2 separate regions of the Macaca mulatta genome follow, and region 2 is linked to region 1. A link is a contact called in public Hi-C data. All regions are on one chromosome and are shown on one strand. Each heading gives the region's core, a stretch centred on a gene start, on an enhancer-like site or on the middle of the called end of the contact. The rest is flanking DNA. Distances are from core to core; before and after follow the strand shown. Region 1 holds the start of EMP3 (epithelial membrane protein 3). Region 2 holds the start of CYTH2 (cytohesin 2).

Evidence for each region. A called contact is a pair of places that touch in the nucleus more often than the background predicts.
Region 2: a Hi-C map of CD4 T cells shows a contact between it and region 1, with 3 times the contacts expected there. The contact joins the promoter of CYTH2 here to the promoter of EMP3 in region 1. A contact is called at or near these places in 2 of 14 Hi-C or Micro-C datasets (CD4 T cells and cortical neurons).

What each region holds. Positions count from the first base shown.
Region 1 is chr19:60,783,032-60,787,160 of T2T-MMU8v2.0, reverse strand. It overlaps EMP3 (epithelial membrane protein 3), which reads right to left and starts at 2,401. Exons shown (of 5, transcript NM_001194829.1): 1 at 2,363-2,401; 2 at 1,481-1,573; 3 at 470-572. The coding sequence starts at 1,558.
Region 2 is chr19:60,929,006-60,933,134 of T2T-MMU8v2.0, reverse strand. CYTH2 (cytohesin 2) reads right to left here and starts at 2,048. Exons shown (of 12, transcript NM_001260891.1): 1 at 1,780-2,048; 2 at 810-957; 3 at 641-707. The coding sequence starts at 1,798. It overlaps LOC106994812 (a long non-coding RNA gene), which reads left to right and starts at 1,565. Exons shown (of 2, transcript XR_013410045.1): 1 at 1,565-2,294.

The DNA.
Region 1 (4,129 bases), core at 1,152-3,651:
GTCTGTAATCTTAGCACTTTGGAAGGCCGAGGCAGGTGGATCACCTGAAGTCAGAAGTTTAAGACCAGCCTGGCCAACATGGTGAAACCCTGTCTCTACTAAAAATACAAAATTAGTCAGGCGTGGTGGCACACACTTGCAGTCCCAGCTACTCGGGAGGCTGAGGCAGGATAATTGCTCGGAACTGGGAGGCAGAGGTTGCAGTGAGCCGAGATTGCGCCACTGCACTCCAGCCTGGGCAACAAGAGGAAAACTCCGTCTCAAAAAAAAGAAAAAAAAAGAAAAAAAACCAACACGTAGGTACATCCAGACAGGCGGGACATGCATTAGCCCTAGGCACTCAGCAACTCAGGCCTGGACCCCGCCCACTCCAACTTTGTTGGGGGAGGGTTCCCAATCTTGGTTCCCTGAGGACACTAAGGGTTTCTCTTCCCCTTTGAAGACCAGTCCCGCCGCCCTCACCCCTCACCATTCTCGCTGACGTTACTGCAGGCCCACGTTTTGGTGTCATTGTTCCACATGCAGTCGTACCAGAGATTCAGGGACTCTTTCCCGGGGAGAGTCCACCAGGACTGAGATGGACAGAGAATGAAACAAGGGGCAGGGTTAGGAAAGGGGAGGGGACAGGGTCAGGGAGACTGTGGGAAGGGCTGGGAAAAGGGTGGGGTATCTGGGATGGGGCAGAACTGGGGAGAGCTAGGATTTAGTATGAGATGGGGTAGGGTCAGGTTAGGGAGGAGGCATCGGAGGTAGAGCTAAAAGGGTTAACCTGGTGGTTCACGCCTGTAATCCCAGCACTGTGGGAGGCTGAGGCAGGCGGATCACTTGAGGCCAGGGGTTCGAGACCAGCCTGGGCAACATGGTGAAACCCCGTCTCTACCAAAATAAAAAAAATTAGCCGGGCGTGGTGGCAGGTGACTCTAATCTCAGTGCTCGTGGGGCTGGAGAATCGCTTGAACTGGGAGGCTAAGGTTGCAGTGAGCTGAGATCGCACCACTGCACTCCAGCCTGGGGGACAGAGTGAGACCCTGTCTCAAAATAAATAAAATAAAGGCCGGGCACGGTGGCTCAAGCCTGTAATCGCAGCACTTTGGGAGGCCGAGATGGGCGGATCACAAGGTCAGGAGATCGAGACCATCCTGGCTAACACGGTGAAACCCCGTCTCTACTAAAAAAAATACAAAAAACTAGCCGGGCGAGGTGGCGGGCGTCTGTAGTCCCAGCTACTCAGGAGGCTGAGGCAAGAGAATGGCGTAAACCCGGGAGGCAGAGCTTGCAGTGAGCTGAGATCCGGCCACTGCACTCCAGCCTGGGCGACAGAGCCAGACTCCGTCTCAAAAAAAATTAAAAAAAAAAAATAAATAAAATAAAATATAAAATAAATACTAGGTAAAGGGGCGGGGCCAGAGTGCCTTTAGAGGAGGGGCATGGCAAGATTCCAAAGGGGAGCAGAAGGGCCCTGAGCTCCAAATAGGCTTACCTTGTCCAAAGTGGCCACAAAAAGCAGGATGAGAATGAGGATGTGAAGGGCTGAGACCACCAGCAAGAGGAGTGACATGGCTGCGGTGGAAGCCTGGGGAGGGGGAGCAGGGGACGGAGTCTCAAGAGGTTGGCACAGCCCAGGCACAGTGGCTCACGCCTATAATCCCAGCACTTTGGGAGGCCGAGGCAGGCGGATCACTTGAGGTCAGGAGATCGAGACCAGCCTGGCCAACATGGTGAAACCCCATCTCTACTAAAAATACAAAATGAGCTGGGTGTGGTGGTGCACGCCTGTAATCCCAGCTACTCAGGAGGCTGAGACAGGAGAGTCACTGGAATCCGGGAGGCGAAGGTTGCAATGAGCCGAGATCATGCCATTGCACTCCAGCCTGGGTGACAGAACAAGACTCTGTCTCAAAAAAAAAAAAAAAAAAAAAAAAGGCACAAAGGCAGGTGAGATGTCTCCTGATGGAGGAAGGGCTTGGGTGCAGACTCCTGGGTCTCTCAGGGAGGAGGCCGCTGGGGCCTGGATTCCTGAGTTCCCCATTGGCTGGAGGGGTGGAGAGGGCCAGAGGTGGATTCTTGGGGTCCTTGAATGAGGAGGACTCACAATGTGGCTCCTTTCTCCCCAGAACCCTGTCTCTGGGTTACATACAGGCCAGATGGTGAAAATTCAAGTTGAGACCCCCGCCCCAAACCCTGATGTATCAGGATGGAGGAGCTGTCCCCAGCGACAGGCATCCTTGACTCACACCACTCCTCTCCTGGGGTGAGGGGAGGAGGGGGACCTGGTGAGTCATCTGGTGACTCATTCCTGCTCCCCCCCATCTCTAAGCACCAGGGAAACCCCAGCCTGTGGCTATGTCCACGAGGTCCTCACCCCACCCTGCTGCCAGACTGGTGATTGCTGGACATCTTCTGGAGGAAATGGATGGGATTCGCCTTGCGGGGAAGAGAGGCCTGAGAAGGAGTTAGCCTCCCAGGACCCTTTGGTGCCCAGGAACAGGGGACCTAGAGGTCTCCCAGATTTGGGGTGTTCTCATGCAATGCCCTGATCTCAGGGCCCTCAGAGGACAGTGGACACCGCTGAGGAAAAAACTGCAGGAAGTTTTCGGTGGAGGGCTCTGCTGGGACCCCAAAACTTTGCTGGGCCCCACCCCTTCCCATATCCCCACCTCAAGTGCTAAGAGATCACTTATTAAATGACAAGGATTTCCAAGAGTAAGGGGCGTCTCTCCCAGCCTGGGGGTGTCCTTCCCAAACTGCTACATTCCCAAGTAAATTAAGAAGTCCCAGCCCTGAATAACGGACTGGAAACTTACCGAGAGCCGCGAAAAAGTCAGAGCTGGAGTCGGTCTCGTCCCTCGCTCGGGCCTCCGTGCCCCGCCCTTCTCCTCCCTCCTTTCACCCTCCGGAGGCCCCCGCCTCTCTCACCGCCTTCCTCCCTTGCTCTCCCCTCCAATCCGGAACCCTTTCTCTCTCGCTCTCTCTCCTTCTGCCTCTCCTCTCTTCCTCCTGCCCTCACTGTCTGGGCCGCCTTCTCTCTTGCTCCCGTTTCTCTTTCTCTCCTCCTCGCAATATATACTGACCCTTTTATAAACCCACTCTCACCGCGCCCAGCTGAGGTCCGCCGCCAGTGGGAGGGCCCAGGCACTCCGGTTCCTCTTTCTTTGGGCCCCCACCCAATCCCCTCAGACAGACATCATCTGGGGCTCCCTCCCAGAGTTGAGAGGAGAAACTCTTGGAATGGGGCTCTGGGGAGGGGCAAGCGTCACGGGTGGGAGGGCCCGATTCTCAGGACCCTTGGGTTTTGAGGTCTTGTCTTGGGACCGGATGTCTGCTTTCCCTGATGGAGCCTGGGGCTGGATAGGAGTCTGGGAAAGGAGGCCAGATTTCTGTGGCATGCATTGAGATTGGGCTGATGAAGTTGGCCCCGTGGTGGGGGTTAGAGGATGGGAGATGAAGTTTGTGAAACTCGGCAGGACAATGTGGCTCACGCCTGTAATCCCAGCACTTTTGGGAGGCCGAGACGGGCAGATCATCTGAGGTCAGGAGCTCGAGACCAGCCTGGCCAACATGGTGGAAACCCGTCTCTATCAAAAATACAAAAATGAGCCGGGCGTGGTGGCGGGCGACTGTAATCCCAGCTACTCGGGAGGCTGAGCCACAAGAATCGCTTGAACGCGAGAGGTGGAGGCTGCAGTGAGCTGAGTTTGCACCACTGCCCTCCAGCCTGGGTGACAAAGTGAGACTCTGTGGCAAAAAAAAAAAAAAAAAAAAAAGGCCGGGCGCGGTGGCTCAAGCCTGTAATCCCAGCACTTTGGGAGGCCGAGACGGGTGGATCACGAGGTCAGGAGATCGAGACCATCCTGGCTAACATGGTGAAACCCCGTCTCTACTAAAAAATAACAAAAAACTAGCCGGGCGATGTGGCGCACGCCTGTAGTCCCAGCTACTCGGGAGGCTGAGGCAGGAGAATGGCGTGAACCCGGGAGGCGGAGCTTGCAGTGAGCTGAGATCCGGCCACTGCACTCCAGCCTGGGCGACAGAGCAAGACTCCGTCTCAAAAAAAAAAAAAAAAAAAAAAAAAAAAAAGAAATGCGTGAAACTCTGGAAGGCGGGGAGGAGGAGACAGAAGTTAAGAATC
Region 2 (4,129 bases), core at 799-3,298, 150 kb before region 1:
GGGAGTCTGTAAGCCCAGCTACTTGGGAGGCTGAGGCAGGAGAATCGCTTGAACATGGGATGGGGAGGTTACAATGAGCCGAGATCACATCACTGCACTCCAGTCTGGGTGACAGAGCAAGACTCTGTCTCACAAAAAAAAAAAAAAAAAGTAAGTGAACAAAAGCCATTCCTCCACCTAGTGAACACCTACTCATCCTTCAAACCCGACCTGAATGTCTCCTCCTCAAGGAAGCCCTCCCTGACTCCACCAGCCTGCCTCCTCCAGAAATCTACTACCCTGATACCTCCCTCTGTCATGGCACCTTTGCAGGAGGGAGGTCAACTCTCCTTTGTGCATATCACTTTGTCTACAGCCCTACAAGACTCGAGCTCATCTTGGGACTAGAAGTGCGCCCACACAAGTAGAAAGTGGAAGACAACCTTCAGGGCAGGGGACGAAACATAAGCGTCAGGAGGCCTGGAACACTTGGTCAGTGTTCAGAGAACAAATGGACAGCCAGTATCTGAATCCAGGGATTAGGACCAAGTCTGTCCACCTAGAATAGACCCGGAACCATCACGCTTCTGGAACCCGGAGGTGCCAGAAGCCCCTGCCCGGATGTTTGCCCAGCGGATCCCAGTCCTGTGGCCCCAAGCACCTTCTTGGGGTCCATGTTGAACTTCTTCCTGCCCATTGCCATCTTCCGGTTCCGCTGCAAGGTCTTACTGCAGGAGCAGAGAGCAGGGTGGGGGATGGGGGGTCAATGCCTGGGCATTCCTGGCCTCAGTCAACCCCACGCCCCCCAGGTCACCCGCCCCAGCCCTCACCTGCCCTCATTGGCCTCCAGCCCCTCCACCTCGCTCATGGCTTCACTGAGCTCCTCCCGCAGGCGCTGAATCTCCACCAGCAGCTCCTGCTTCCGCCGCCGGATGTTCTCCAGCTCCATCCGCTCCTCCGGAGTCAGGTCTGGGGGTTCTAGGGGTCGGGGTCACGGTTTAAAAGTCAGTGCTGGGGACCATGAGCCTGAATTCCTGCAATCTGGGGGCGGACAGAGCTGGGAGAGGATGCATAAGGGCCTTCCATGTCTGCACAGAAGACTGCGCTGGGGGCCTGGATTCCTCCGTGCAGAGAAGGGCCGGGGCTCTAAACTCTTGAGTCCTGGGGGGAGGAGGGGACTTGGGGCCCGGATTCCAGAGTCTGAAGGAGAAGGGGAATAGGTGCCTGAGCTCTTAGGTGTGAGGGAAGAAAGGGTTGGGGGCCTGAGCTTCTAGGTCCATTACTTGGAAGGGGACTGAGGCCTTGGTTTTCTGACTCCATTACTGGCGAGGTAGCTGGGGACCTGGTTATCCGGACTCCTGGGTCCATGAACAGTCACTACGGCCGCGGGAGCTGATGACAGCTCGGGAGAGTTGGGAAGACGGGGCGGGACATCGAAGGCCCCCGCCCCCCAAGATTTCTCCCCTCCCCGCAACCCGAGCGCCCCTCCCCGGCCCCGGCAGACGCTGGGCTTGCCCGCCCCTCCAGCGGGAATGGTTCCGCCCCGGCCTCGCCTCCACCGCTCCATCCCGCCCCTCCCGCCGCCACCGGAAACAGGATCAGCCCAAACAATGGCCTGGAACGCCCCGCTTTCGGGCCCCGCCGGAAGCCCGTCCAGCGCCCCACAAAAGCGGCGCGACAAGTCTACTACTGGGCCGAAAGCTTCTGGGCTGCGCCCTCCAGGGGGAAACGTTCGCGGCGGAACGTTCAGGAGAAAACGCTCCAGCAGCTCCCAGCCGACCCCGCCCCTCCCCGACCTACCATAGACGCCGTCCTCCATGGCGGCTAGGAAGGCCCGCGGGGAGTCCGGGGCGGTCCCGCCGGTCGGGCCTGGATCCGCGTTGGCCCGCGGGCTCGGGTGAGCCCGCTCAAACGCCCCGGGAGCCACCGCCGCCTCCTCAGCGCCAGACCTCAGCGCTGAAAAGACTCTCCCTTGGTCGCCCAACCGCCCCTTCAGTAGGGACCGCCCCTCTTTTTGACACCGTCCAATCCACAGTGGGCGCTTTAGTCCTCCCCGCCCTCGCCACCAAAGGATCGTCTTCCAGGGCCAACAGTCGTACAAAAAGCTGATGTCGGTATGTCCGGCCAGAGGTAGACGGCCCGCGGGGCCAATCGAAGTGCAGGCAGGGCAGCAGGCCCCGCCTCCGAAACAACAGAAAGCACTTGACAGGCTTGCTCTCCAATGGGAAGCCCCAGAAAGGTGTTGCGCGGAGGCGGACCTACGCGGTACAGACATCTCTGCGCCTGCTCAAAGGCCCTGGACATTTGGAGACTAGGTAAACCGAACCCCGCCTCCAATAATCCGTTGCTAGGGGGCGGTACTTGGTTAATCTTGTTGCCAGGAGGCGGGGCTAGAACTGGCTTGTTTCCGTAAGCCACACCTCCTAGCAGGCCATGCTGGCTTCTGACTGCAGAGGTTGCCATGCAACCGGGAGCAGCCTTCGGCCTCCTTTTTATTTGCTTTTCTTCTCCGTGTATTTCCCCTCTCAGTCCCTTCTTACCTCCAAACCCTTTCCTTACGACCATCTATGCCCTCCCCACCCCCCTCAGCCTCTTCGGAGTCGTGGAGTGGTGAAACGAAAGACTTCTTCGGAAGGTTTTTTCTTTTTCTTTTTTTTTGAGACAGAGTCTTGCTCTGTCGCCCAAGCTGGAGTGCAGTTGCGCGATCTCGGTTCACTGCAACCTCCGCCTCCGGGTTCAAGCGATTCTCCTGCCTCAACCTCCCGAGTAGCTGGGATTACAGGCATGCACCATCACGCCCAGCTAATTTTTGTATTTTTAATGGAGACGGGGTTTCACCATGTTGGCCAGGCTGGTTTCAAATTCCTAACCTAAAGTGATTCACCCACCTTGACCTCCCAAAGTGTTGGGATTACAGGCGTGAGCCTTCGCGCCTGGCCAAGATTTACTCTTTTTTCTAAATGCTATGCTATCTGGTATCGGTCATGGAGAATGGAAGAGGGGAAGATCAAATTTCGTGAAAGCACAGGCTCAGCCTTCCTGGTACCTTCTGCCGCTCAGACTCCTCCCTCATTTCTCCAAACTTCTCCCCTTAGCTTAGCATCCTCCTAAGATTCCTCCCTTCCCCAAGCATCCTCCCGCTAAGACAACTCCCCTTTCCTCAGCGTCCTCCCACCTCTCTGATTCCTTCTCCCATCTCAGAAGCCTTTTCTTCCTCCCTGGCTCCCCTCACGTCCCCCCTTGTCCTCTCATACTATGGCCCTTCTTTTTTTTTTTTTTTTTTTTTTTTTTTTGAGACTGAATTTTGCTCTTTTGCCCAGCCTGGAGTGATCTGGCATGATCTCAGCCCACTGCAACCTCCTCCCCCAAAGGTTCAAGCGATTCTCCTGCCTCAGCCTCCCAAGTAGCTGGGATTACGGGCGCCCACCACTATGCCCGGCTAATTTTTGTATTTTTAGTAAAGACAGGGTTTCGCCATGTTGGCCAGGCTGGTCTCAAACTCCTGACCTCAGGTGATCCACCTGCCTCAGCCTCCCAAAATGCTAGGATTATAGGCTAGCCACCATACCTGGCCAACCTTGCCCTTCTTAAACTCCTCCCTCCTCTGAGGCCCCTTCCCCTTCCCCAGCCTCTAGGTCCCATTATTTGTAAGGGAATGGGATTAAAGGCTTGGCTGGAATGGGGAACCCAGGCACCCCTGTAAAGAGCGAAGCCATAATGGGGGCTGAAGTGGTGTCTGGGCCTCGTCCTCATTTTCTGTCCCTGGGCTGGGCAGGTGGGGACGGATTCGGGGCCAGGACCTGGTTAAGCTGCCGGATTAGACATGGAGGCTTCTAATCCCCTCACTGACCTTTATGAGTGGCCCAGGCCCTGCCCTCCCCAGTGGAAACCCAGGCTGGGCTGCCCTGCTCCCACTCTCCTTCCAAACAAAAGCCCCTCCCTGCCCCTTCACTTCCAACTTAACATCCTTCCCCAACCTTGCATTTCCATTGCCCCCGTCCCTACCTACCCCAGACACCCTGAGCTGAGAAAGCAGCCAGCTAATTAATCCCATCCGGTTATTACATGGGGATTCCGAGGGATAAAGGGAAATGGAGAAGCTGGATGGGGGCATTTGGGTTGATGCAGCACTTGTTAAGGCTGAATGGCA